Linked DNA regions of Rattus norvegicus: regions 1 and 2 are each linked to region 3. The links are chromatin contacts, called in public Hi-C maps. All regions are on one chromosome and are shown on one strand. The core of a region is the stretch at or near the end of the contact, and the rest is flanking DNA. Distances in the headings are between cores, read along the strand shown.

What was found. Hi-C and Micro-C count contacts between places; a contact is called where the count stands out from the background.
Region 1: a contact with region 3 is called in a Hi-C map of hepatocytes, with 2.5 times the contacts expected there. The contact joins the enhancer-like site here to the promoter of Abca1 in region 3. A contact is called at or near these places in 3 of 12 Hi-C or Micro-C datasets (the Rat2 cell line, hepatocytes and mammary epithelial cells) and 1 of 1 datasets of contacts at active chromatin or transcription factors (oligodendrocytes).
Region 2: a Hi-C map of Schwann cells shows a contact between it and region 3, with 5 times the contacts expected there. The contact joins the promoter of Slc44a1 here to the promoter of Abca1 in region 3. A contact is called at or near these places in 2 of 12 Hi-C or Micro-C datasets (Schwann cells and mammary epithelial cells) and 1 of 1 datasets of contacts at active chromatin or transcription factors (oligodendrocytes).

Annotation. Positions count from the first base shown.
Region 1 is chr5:73,015,861-73,019,024 of GRCr8, forward strand. It overlaps a transcript of Slc44a1 not described here. Among named protein-coding and RNA genes, the nearest start is that of Fsd1l, 35 kb to the right of the region's middle. Within about 2 kb of position 1,866, at least 3 of the 93 cell types and tissues checked have an H3K27ac peak or open chromatin away from gene starts, as enhancers often do. A contact at or near this core is called in hepatocytes, where this site is marked.
Region 2 is chr5:72,857,342-72,860,258 of GRCr8, forward strand. Slc44a1 (solute carrier family 44 member 1) reads left to right here and starts at 1,659. Exons shown (of 16, transcript NM_001033852.1): 1 at 1,659-1,704. The coding sequence starts at 1,672.
Region 3 is chr5:72,595,179-72,598,163 of GRCr8, forward strand. Abca1 (ATP binding cassette subfamily A member 1) reads right to left here and starts at 1,295. Exons shown (of 50, transcript NM_178095.3): 1 at 1,074-1,295.

The DNA.
Region 1 (3,164 bases), core at 616-3,115, 420 kb after region 3:
TGTTGACACCCATGCTAGCTGCTCAGCAGAAACCTCCACATTCAATGTGACCTTAGAGTGAGGCTGGCATTGCAGCCAGAGCTGGAATGAATCTTGGGCTACCCTTTTGCAAATGTGCTTTTGTCTGGCGACACCTGCTGGTAGAGAGTGATAAATGAACAGATTCAGCCAATGAAATTACACCTCACATCTCCCCCAGTATCTGAGAATGCTAGAATTCAGATTTGCATCCACTCCTTGCTAGCTTGGGAATAGAATCAATCAGTGCACACTCAATTATCCGTCCTTTACCGTAGGCTCAGTGCACACTTGAGGGGCACTATCCTTCAATCACCTTACCTGGCTCGGTGGGGTTTTTCGTTGTTTTGTTGTTTTACTGTAAATATTCCGGGTTTTCACTAACAATGCACTCAACTTTTTAACTAAGGGATGTATTCCCAGACCTTGTTTTCAAGTTCATCTCTATTTCTTATTAAAGATTCCAAATGAGATAGGGGAAAACAAAAGGGAGTCCTTTGCATTCCTAGGGGTGGAAGTGTGAGCGGGGGTGGCAACAGTTCACCCTCTAACAGTAGCTGAATCCAGGCTAACTCTTGGTTAAGGCTGTATTTGATAATTGGTAGTTGGGAATTTCACACAGATTCAACACAAAAATTACCAGTCCATTTAGCAAGTCTCTCACTTTTGGGCAATTAGATGTTTTGTTTGTTGTTTGTTTGTTTAAATGATAAGTGGTGATGGGTGTGTTTCCACCACAGGGTGACTTGCTCACTTTGGGGAACATGTATACAATCAAGACCTCATTTCTGGAAGGTGGACAAGCTGTCCCATTTTCTCTCCCCCCCCCCCCCGCCCATCCTGCTTGGTCTTCAACAATATCCTATGTATCTTTCGTTTGTCATGCCTAGGCGGAAGCAGCATAGAAATCTAATAAATTTAAACTCGGATCTGGCCAACTCCATCACTTTGGCAAGTCACTCCCCTCTTTACTGGGCACTAGGGAGCCAGAGATGCTCTGAGGATTCAGTGGGGGAAAGGTGATAAAATGCTAAGTATGAAACCTTGGCCTAGCTAGCTGAGCTCAGCTGGTGGGTCTCCCTTCTTCTCCCCTCTGTTGATACAGCGAGTCATCAGAAGGCTAGTCAGTGAACCCTTGGGCCTGCAACAGTTTAACTGTCCAACAGTTCATGCCGCTCCCTGTGGTCCTGAGAGGCTCACCTTTAAGACAGATGAACTAACAGCACTCCTCTTTGGACAGATGCTCTGTTCCAATCTCTGTAAACATTTGAAGGTCCTTCCAAAATGGAGTCTGACAGTCATTAACCAGCCCCACTCCACTCCTGAGAGGACTCCAGACTGTCAATATTTACTCATTCAACCTGGGCCACGACACTGATGTGATTCCCCAAAGCTAGGGTTGCCTGGCCTATGGACCAGGTTGTTCCATCATCACAGATAAGCAACTTGTGCCTGACTGGCCCAGCTCCAAATCAGGAGAGGGTCCCTCAGCCTGTCCTTCCCAAGCGTGACTTTTTATTGGCATATTGCCTAAGAGGCTGTGGCTTCCTGCTCATTAGGGAAGATTTTGATGAGAGATTTGATTCAAAATTAATCTCTGACCTAAAGGGATCACATTTTTGGTAATAACCCAACAGAGTTCTAGTTATCGACCCCAAATTTCTTGCAAATGCCAGCATATTGGCAAATTGTGTCTTAATACATTTTGGCAATGAACATGGCAATGAAAATAGAGCCAGGAAACAAAAGAGTACAAGACACAAAAGAAAAGGCAGGTGCGGAACTCTACTGTTAGCACAAAGGCACGAGGTGGGAAGCATGCTGACCTGGAGAGCCAATTCTGAACAATAATGCTAATAGAACCTCCTGTCCAAGGGAGCGGCTAGACAGAGTGCCACATGGGTAACAATAGGCCTGGAATAAAGCCCTGATTTATTTGTCCTTGAAGGATTTTTAAGGTATGTGCAAAGTTTCAGAAGGGAGGATTATACCTTCCTCATTGTCGCTGTATAAAGAGAACCTTTCAATACAGACATCAGGAAAGAGAGACTTCAGATGCACCAACTGTCCCAACTGAGATCTAGAACATTTGAGCACCCTGTATGTTCCAGGAAGCTTCTGGTTTGCTTGGAAGTCTAGGAGCACACACAGAGATGAGTTAACTATTAATAACGATTAGTTTAGTAATTCCTGCCTTCTTGGAAGGCAGCAGGATGCTGGAGACCTGGGCACACTGCCTTGAACCTTACACCTTACTCCTGCTATCCCATAGCAATAGCTGCCTAGGGCTCCCTCCTCCAGCCATTCAGACACTGAACCAGAGGGCTCTTTTGTCTACCATCATTTAGAATAAATACATGGCCTCTAGTGCCCTCCCCATCCGTAGCCCCAGCATCAGGACAAGAACATACTGTCTTGTTCTGCATGATGCCAGGGGTTGTGTAAGAAGAGAGAAAGGGGATCAAATGTCCTATTTACTTTTTATTAGACTCCAGGAAGAGAAAGGAAGTTGAAAACTTGCATTATTTGCAAAGGAGTGGCCTCCTGTTGGGCATGGTCTACTGAAAACACAGCATTTGCTTTGTCTCAGAGACATACGTGTGGCACAGTGGGAGGCAAGTTAAAAAGACACACTCCTTTCACTGGGATTCACACATCTCTTTCTTCCACATCAATTTCTCTTATTCCCAAGTAGGATGTCCGCATAGTACCAGGGGGCTGGGCATATTGGGTCAGCACGTGCTTGTCCTAGGGTAGTCTAGACAGGGACATGGATTTGGTGCTGAGGAAAGTGTAGCTGACATCTGTTTGGAAGGACGTGGGCATGTGGGAGGAAGCATACTTCTGTGAAGAAACAAGCAACTCCCTGCAGTCCCTAAGGTTTAGCCACGTCCTCTCTGGGTTGAGCATCCCTTATCTGGAACCCTTGGGACTGTGAGTGATTTGGCAATTGTGAGCTACCAGATGCAGGTGCTGGGACTCAAACCCCGGTCTTCTGTAAGATCAATACATGCTCTTAACCACTGGGCCATCTCTCAGGCCTCTTTCTTTCTGGAATATTTACCTATACACAAAAATCACTCACAGTTCATTACACTTTGTACATGTCCCTCTCCCACCAAATTTTGTACAATCTTTTTTTTTTA
Region 2 (2,917 bases), core at 409-2,908, 260 kb after region 3:
GGTTTGGAGGAACCAGTCATCCATACCCACAGACCCAGGAAACGGTAATGCAAAACACCAACTACGGAATTCTCTTTAGTATTTTGGGAGTGGGGGTGGGGAGGGGGTGTATGTCTCCATTCCATTCCCCTCCCACCCAACCCTACTCCCTGGCCCCCAACCCCACGTTTAGATTTCTCTTTTCTATGCCCATAGAGTCAACTTCCCCTTTGCGATTGAGTCACCTTGAAACCTGTCTTTTAGTCAGCACTTCTGGAGCCTCACTCTGGTATCCTTGCAAACAACCTTTTGCTTCCAGTCTTTGCAACACTTTGACAACATGAAGCGAGTTGCGAAGGCTTATATGAGTGTTGGATACATGCGCGTTTCTGTGACAGTTGACCGTGACCTTGTTTATTCTCTCCATTTTTAAACTGCTCTAGCTTCACACTGTTTCTAAAGACTTTCTGGCTTTGGAAATTTCTTAAAGGTTGTGAATGTCTATTCTAACTTGTTGCTACCCTAGCGAATATTAATACAGGTTTAGTTTTTTAGTAAGAGAGTAGCAACTTTGCCTATTTATCGCCTGTTTAATTTTAGCGCCAATAAATCTCTGGACTGTAATATAGTGAGTGCCTCGGTAAATATTTTAAATAGGAATTGATGCGTATGCGTGTGTGTGTGTGTGTGTGTGTGTGTGTGTGTGTGTGTGTGTGTCTGAGTGCTGCCATGTGTAAGAAAGTTTAGTCAAGATCCAACATGGTTTTTACTTGAGGGCCTGGAGTACTACCTTCCCCTCCCATTTCTGGCTCTTTTACTACATTTTTCAGTTGGGTGCTCTCACTGTCGGCCTCCTTCAAGGGTTAGTGTCCACATCAGCAAAATGGGAACAGGAGCAACAGATGATTTCTTTTTTCTCTTCATCTTCCATCACCCATTCCTTCTCCATGGGAGGTTTTGCGTGTACGCTCTTCTGGGTAATATAAGCAGCTTCCAGAGCCCTAAAAAGCTTCGGGTCAGTGACCTCGGTGGCGCGCCCACCCGGGAGAAGGAGCGACCCCCGATGAGCTCCCCGTGCCTCGCGCGTCCGGAAGCAAGTCGGCTGCATTTCGGCTGTGAGCCGGCCGGGTCCACGGGAGCTTCGGCCTCAGACGCCCTCTCGCCCCGAGGCAGAGCGCGGCCTCGGTGCCACCGCGAAATGGGCCCGGCGCCGCGCAGGCTCCGGCGCGCGCCCAAGGGCCCGGCCTCGTTCTGGCTGCCGTCGCCCCGCCGTCCGCGCGGCGCGGCGCTGCACTGGGGGCGGGGAGTCTGATGGGAGACGCGCGCGGCGCCGAGGAGGAGGCGGCTGCAGTCCGGGAGAGGGAGCGGGAGAGGGACTGGGAGCGGGTGGTGGGAGGCGGGGGCCAGGGGGAGGTGCCGCCGCCGCCGCCCGCCCCTTTCTGCTGGGGAGCAGCTGCAGCAGCAGGAGCGGAGCCGGAGCCGCGCAGCCGCCGCCGCCGGGGGATGTGGCCGGCGCCTGCCCCGAACCGCGCCGCCTCCTGAGTTCTTGCCGCCGTCGCCGTCGCTGCCGTCGCCGCCGAGTCGTGCGGGGCCAGGCCGCGCCCTCCCCGGGCGCCCGCCGGCTCGCATGCCGAGGGGCTCCGGGGCGTAGCTGCGCGCCCGGCGCCGCCTCCGGGCTCCTCCGGCCCCGCCATGGGCTGCTGCAGCTCCGCCTCCGCCGCGCAGGTGAGGGGCTCCCGCCTCCCGGCCGCCCGCCCGGATGCCACCCCGCGCTGTGAGCGCCTGCGGAGCCGTGCCCTCCGCGCCCCTGTGGCGCCCTGCGCCCCTCTGGTCCCCGCCGACCCCTGCGTCCCGTGTCTGGCCCCCAATGCCCGCTGCGCTCCCTCCCCCGCTTTCTCACCTGAGCGGCCCGTCCCGCCCGTCTGCAGGTAGAGGCGCCCCGGGCGCCCGCTCTGCCCGGGGAGGCATACCCTTCCTTTGCCTTCGGGCCCGCCTGCCTGCTCTCCACCTCCGCCGATCGCCCCGCCACCCACAGACTGTTTTCCGTGTCCCCAGAAGGTGCACCCCAGCTTGGGCTCTTCACCTCTCTTCCACCTTATTCCAGTTTCGGCTCCATTTAATAAGCTGCCCATTTCCCCTGGCCTGCGGTCCCCTTGGCTGGGATCAGGTGCTTCAGTGGGCCCCCGTGCCCTTCCAGGGCCCATTTCACAGATCCCACCCGCTCTTTCCCTATCCCATCCCCCCCTCTGTGCCTTGACCCCGGGCACCGCGGCCTCTCGGCGCACCGAGGCCCCTGCGGGAGCGCGGGGACTGGTCTGGGAAGGAGATTGGGCACCTGGTGGGTGACGGGAGCGTTACGGAAACTCCCTCTTTGTTGCCAGTGTAACAGGAGGAAGAGGTGCCGAATTTAGTTTTTCTGTGGGCACTGGCTGGATGTTGTCGCTGAGGGCTGAGATGCAGAGATTTCTCTCAGCTGCCACCCTGCCCCCATCCAAATTTCGCTAGCCGCCTTCTCTTTCCGATCAGAGCCTTTAACCTGGGTGGAAATGTTTGGACAACTGTGTAAGGATCAGATGTAATAGAACTTGACTGCTGGCCACTAATAACTGAGAGGACCTGTTTGTAAATTACCTAATTTAGTGGATTAGTGAGTGTATTTACAAATACGATAAAAAGCAATCAGGAATACTGCATCAAACTGTCTGGTGGTGGTGTATGAAAAATAGGCTCTGACAACGCCTGGGATGTTTCTCCACAGTTTCATTAGCGTAGAATTTAACAGTAGTCTGTGATTTGTTTGTTTGGCGGCGGTGGTGGTGGGGAGAAGTATGCGCTTGCTTCTAGAAATAAAGGCTTGTTGGTTCTTGGCGAAGGAAAATGCTAGTTTTGGGGGAAAAAATTCCTCTAGAGATGTAGCATCTGTGACACAGAAGTGTTT
Region 3 (2,985 bases), core at 45-2,544:
AAGAAGGGAAAACAACAACATTGGCTGGCTTTCCCGGCCCTCAGGGTTCCTCCCAGTTTGGAAACACCAGTTTTGACTAGATTCACAGTGAAGGGAAGGACTAGACTCTCACTCTACACCGGGCCATACCTTGGCTCCCCTGCCAGGAGGCGCTGCGGGCCAGTCTCCAGGGGCCACCCGCAGGCCGCCCAGCCCCCACCCCCTGGCGGCGGAGCCCAGCCCTGCACCCGAGCTGCGAGTTCTGTGCTGCCCGCTGGGGTTACTTGCGGTCATTCGGCTGCAAAACCTAGCCCCAGCTTCTCAATCGGTGCTCGGCCCGAAGGGACCACTAGCAGAAAGCAGGAAGATGGGCCAAGGGGTGAGGATGAATTGGGCACCCCAGCTTCGGCTTCCTGCAAACTCTCTTCTAAGTTTTCTGTCTTTAGAAGTAACAAAAGTGGTCCCCCACTTTGCGCCAGGGGATGCAGCGCTCCAGAGTGCAGGAAGCCTGTGGGCAGGACCCCCGAGTCGAACAAAGCCCGAGAACTCAAGCACGCAATAACACAAAAGATCCCGTTTAGGACACTTCTTACTAGAGTTCTTTGGAAACAAGGACATGCCGCCCCAGTCCTGGGAAGAGGACCTCCAAGCTAGAGGCCAACACGATCCAGCTAAATAATGGAGTGGGGACTCAGATGTGACACTTCCACAAGTGCTACGACGGCCTACCCGGTGCTAGACAAAGGGGGACTCTTTGTAAAGGATCCTCTCATCTCCCTACCCCAGTGGCTGTTCCCCTCGGACGCCCGGGAATCTTGGCTCTCACTGTGCCCAAGAGGCGAGTCTCAGACACCAGAGATGCTTTCCCTGGTCTCCGATTCGGGGAGACCCGAGTGCTGTCGTTCTGCGTCCCGTGGTCACCACGATCTGTCCCAGAGCATTCTTTCCCCATTTATGCCTCCCCTGTCCTATTTGCATCCCCAGAAGTAGGGGATATGGGAGTTCGAGTCCCAACAAAGTCCCCAAAATGGAGAGCTCCCCAAAGCTTCCTTGGCCCCGAACCAAAATGCCCAAGTCACTGAAGAACCTCTTACCTGTTTTCCACTTTGCTGTTTGCGTCTGTTTACCCAACCCCTACACAAACCCTTCCAGAAACCGGGAGAAAAAAGTAGGGGGTGGGGACAGGGAGCAGAGCAGCTCCCCAAGCCGGCTGTGGTTGCGCGGGTCCCGCGGCGCCCCCTGCCCAGCTTTGCGCTGAGCCGCAGAGACAGAAGTGGGCTCTGCCGGTCCCGGCCCGCTCGCTCGCTCTCGGAATTACTGGTTTTTGCCGCGACTAGTTCCTTTTATAGATTCGGCTGTGCCGAGCGCCGGGGTTACTACCGGTCAAACGCTGTTCTCTCCCTTTTTCCCCGCCTCCTTCCCGGCCTCTGTTTATGTAGTTCAGTCACTCAGCAGAAAGCACGTGGAGCTATGGCCCGCCCCTTAAACCGGCGACAGTGCGCCGCGGCTGACACTGGGGGAGGATGGTGCAAGCTTCGTGGGGTCCGCTTTCGTAGCCCCGGCCCTGACCTGCTAGCTTCGGGTAACGGGAAACTCCGGACTTGAGCTGAGCCAGGGACTCCGCATTCCCGGCAGAAGTGGGAAAGGGAAAAACGCTTCCTCTAAACTCTTCTTTCTGCAATTGTTTGGGGGTTTGTGGGTGTTGAATTTTGAGTTTGTGTGTTTTGTTTTGTTTTGTTTTGTGTGTGTTTTTTTCTCCCTACCTTCCTCTTTCTCTCCCTCCCCCCCCCCGCCCCCGTACTCCCTCTCTCCCTCTCTCCTTTTGTTAGTTTACTCAGCCCCCAGCTTGGGAAGGAAAGCAGACCCACCCCCGCCCGGCCCCACAGATGCCAATCATTTTCTGTCTCTTCCTTCTCTTCTTTAAAACGTCCTAGATTGGTGCAAGGGGTGTGGAATGGACAAAGTGAATATCAGCTTGTTTTGGTTTCTGCCTCAAACCTTTACTTCGGTTTTCAAAAGAAGATCCGCTACCTTCCAGAGTTCTAGACTGACACACACACACACACACACACACACACACACACACACACACACACACACACACACTCCACTGGTAATAGGTACCTGTAAAGCCACAGGGGGCAGCTGTGGTCACAAGAGTGGGTTTTGATGATGTCAAACGACCACAGTTAGATGAAGTTTTTCTGCCTTTATTTTATTTGTTTTAATTGAGACAGTCTCATGTAGCCTGCTCATAAACTCAATAACCTTGAATTCCTGATCCTCTTGCCTCCCAAGGCCTAAAATTACGGGAACAGAGCACCACGCCCAAATCTGTACAGTTGCGGAGAGATGGAGCCCAGCCTTGCACAGTAGGCAAGCATTCTGCCAGCTGAGCTATATCCTTAGCCCTTGCTTCCTGTCTTTCTAGAGAGAGCGTTCTCTCTGTCTCTGAGTTTTCTGAAAATGAATTTTGTTGGAACTTTTGAAGTCATCGGAAGAGGAGTACCATAAAGAGTCAGAATCCTACTGACTGAACATCAGTGCCAATTTTTAGTGACATCCATACCCTGTAAACTATTTCCTGTGCCAGACTTTTTAAAAGTCCAGTACTAGCAAAGAATTTAAAATAATGTCCGTGGCCATCTGTGTACAACGGAAAATGCCTAAGGGAAAAGGACCACTCTCCACATGATTCTAGGAGATTAAGCTTTTCTGCAGTTTTCCTCTTCTCCATATCTCACAGCAATTAAAACACACGCACACACACACACACACACACACACACACACACACTCTTTGTAGTTTGAAGGGTATGGTTCCCGAGAGTACTCCTATTAAATTCTGTTCCCAGCATCCACTTGAAGGCTTCAACCATCTGTAAATCCAGTTACAGGAGATCTGACACCATCTTCCGGCATCAGGCATGTATGTGCTGCACACACATGCATACAGGCAAAACACTCGTGTACATAAATAAATTTTTTTTATCTTAAAAACAAAAGC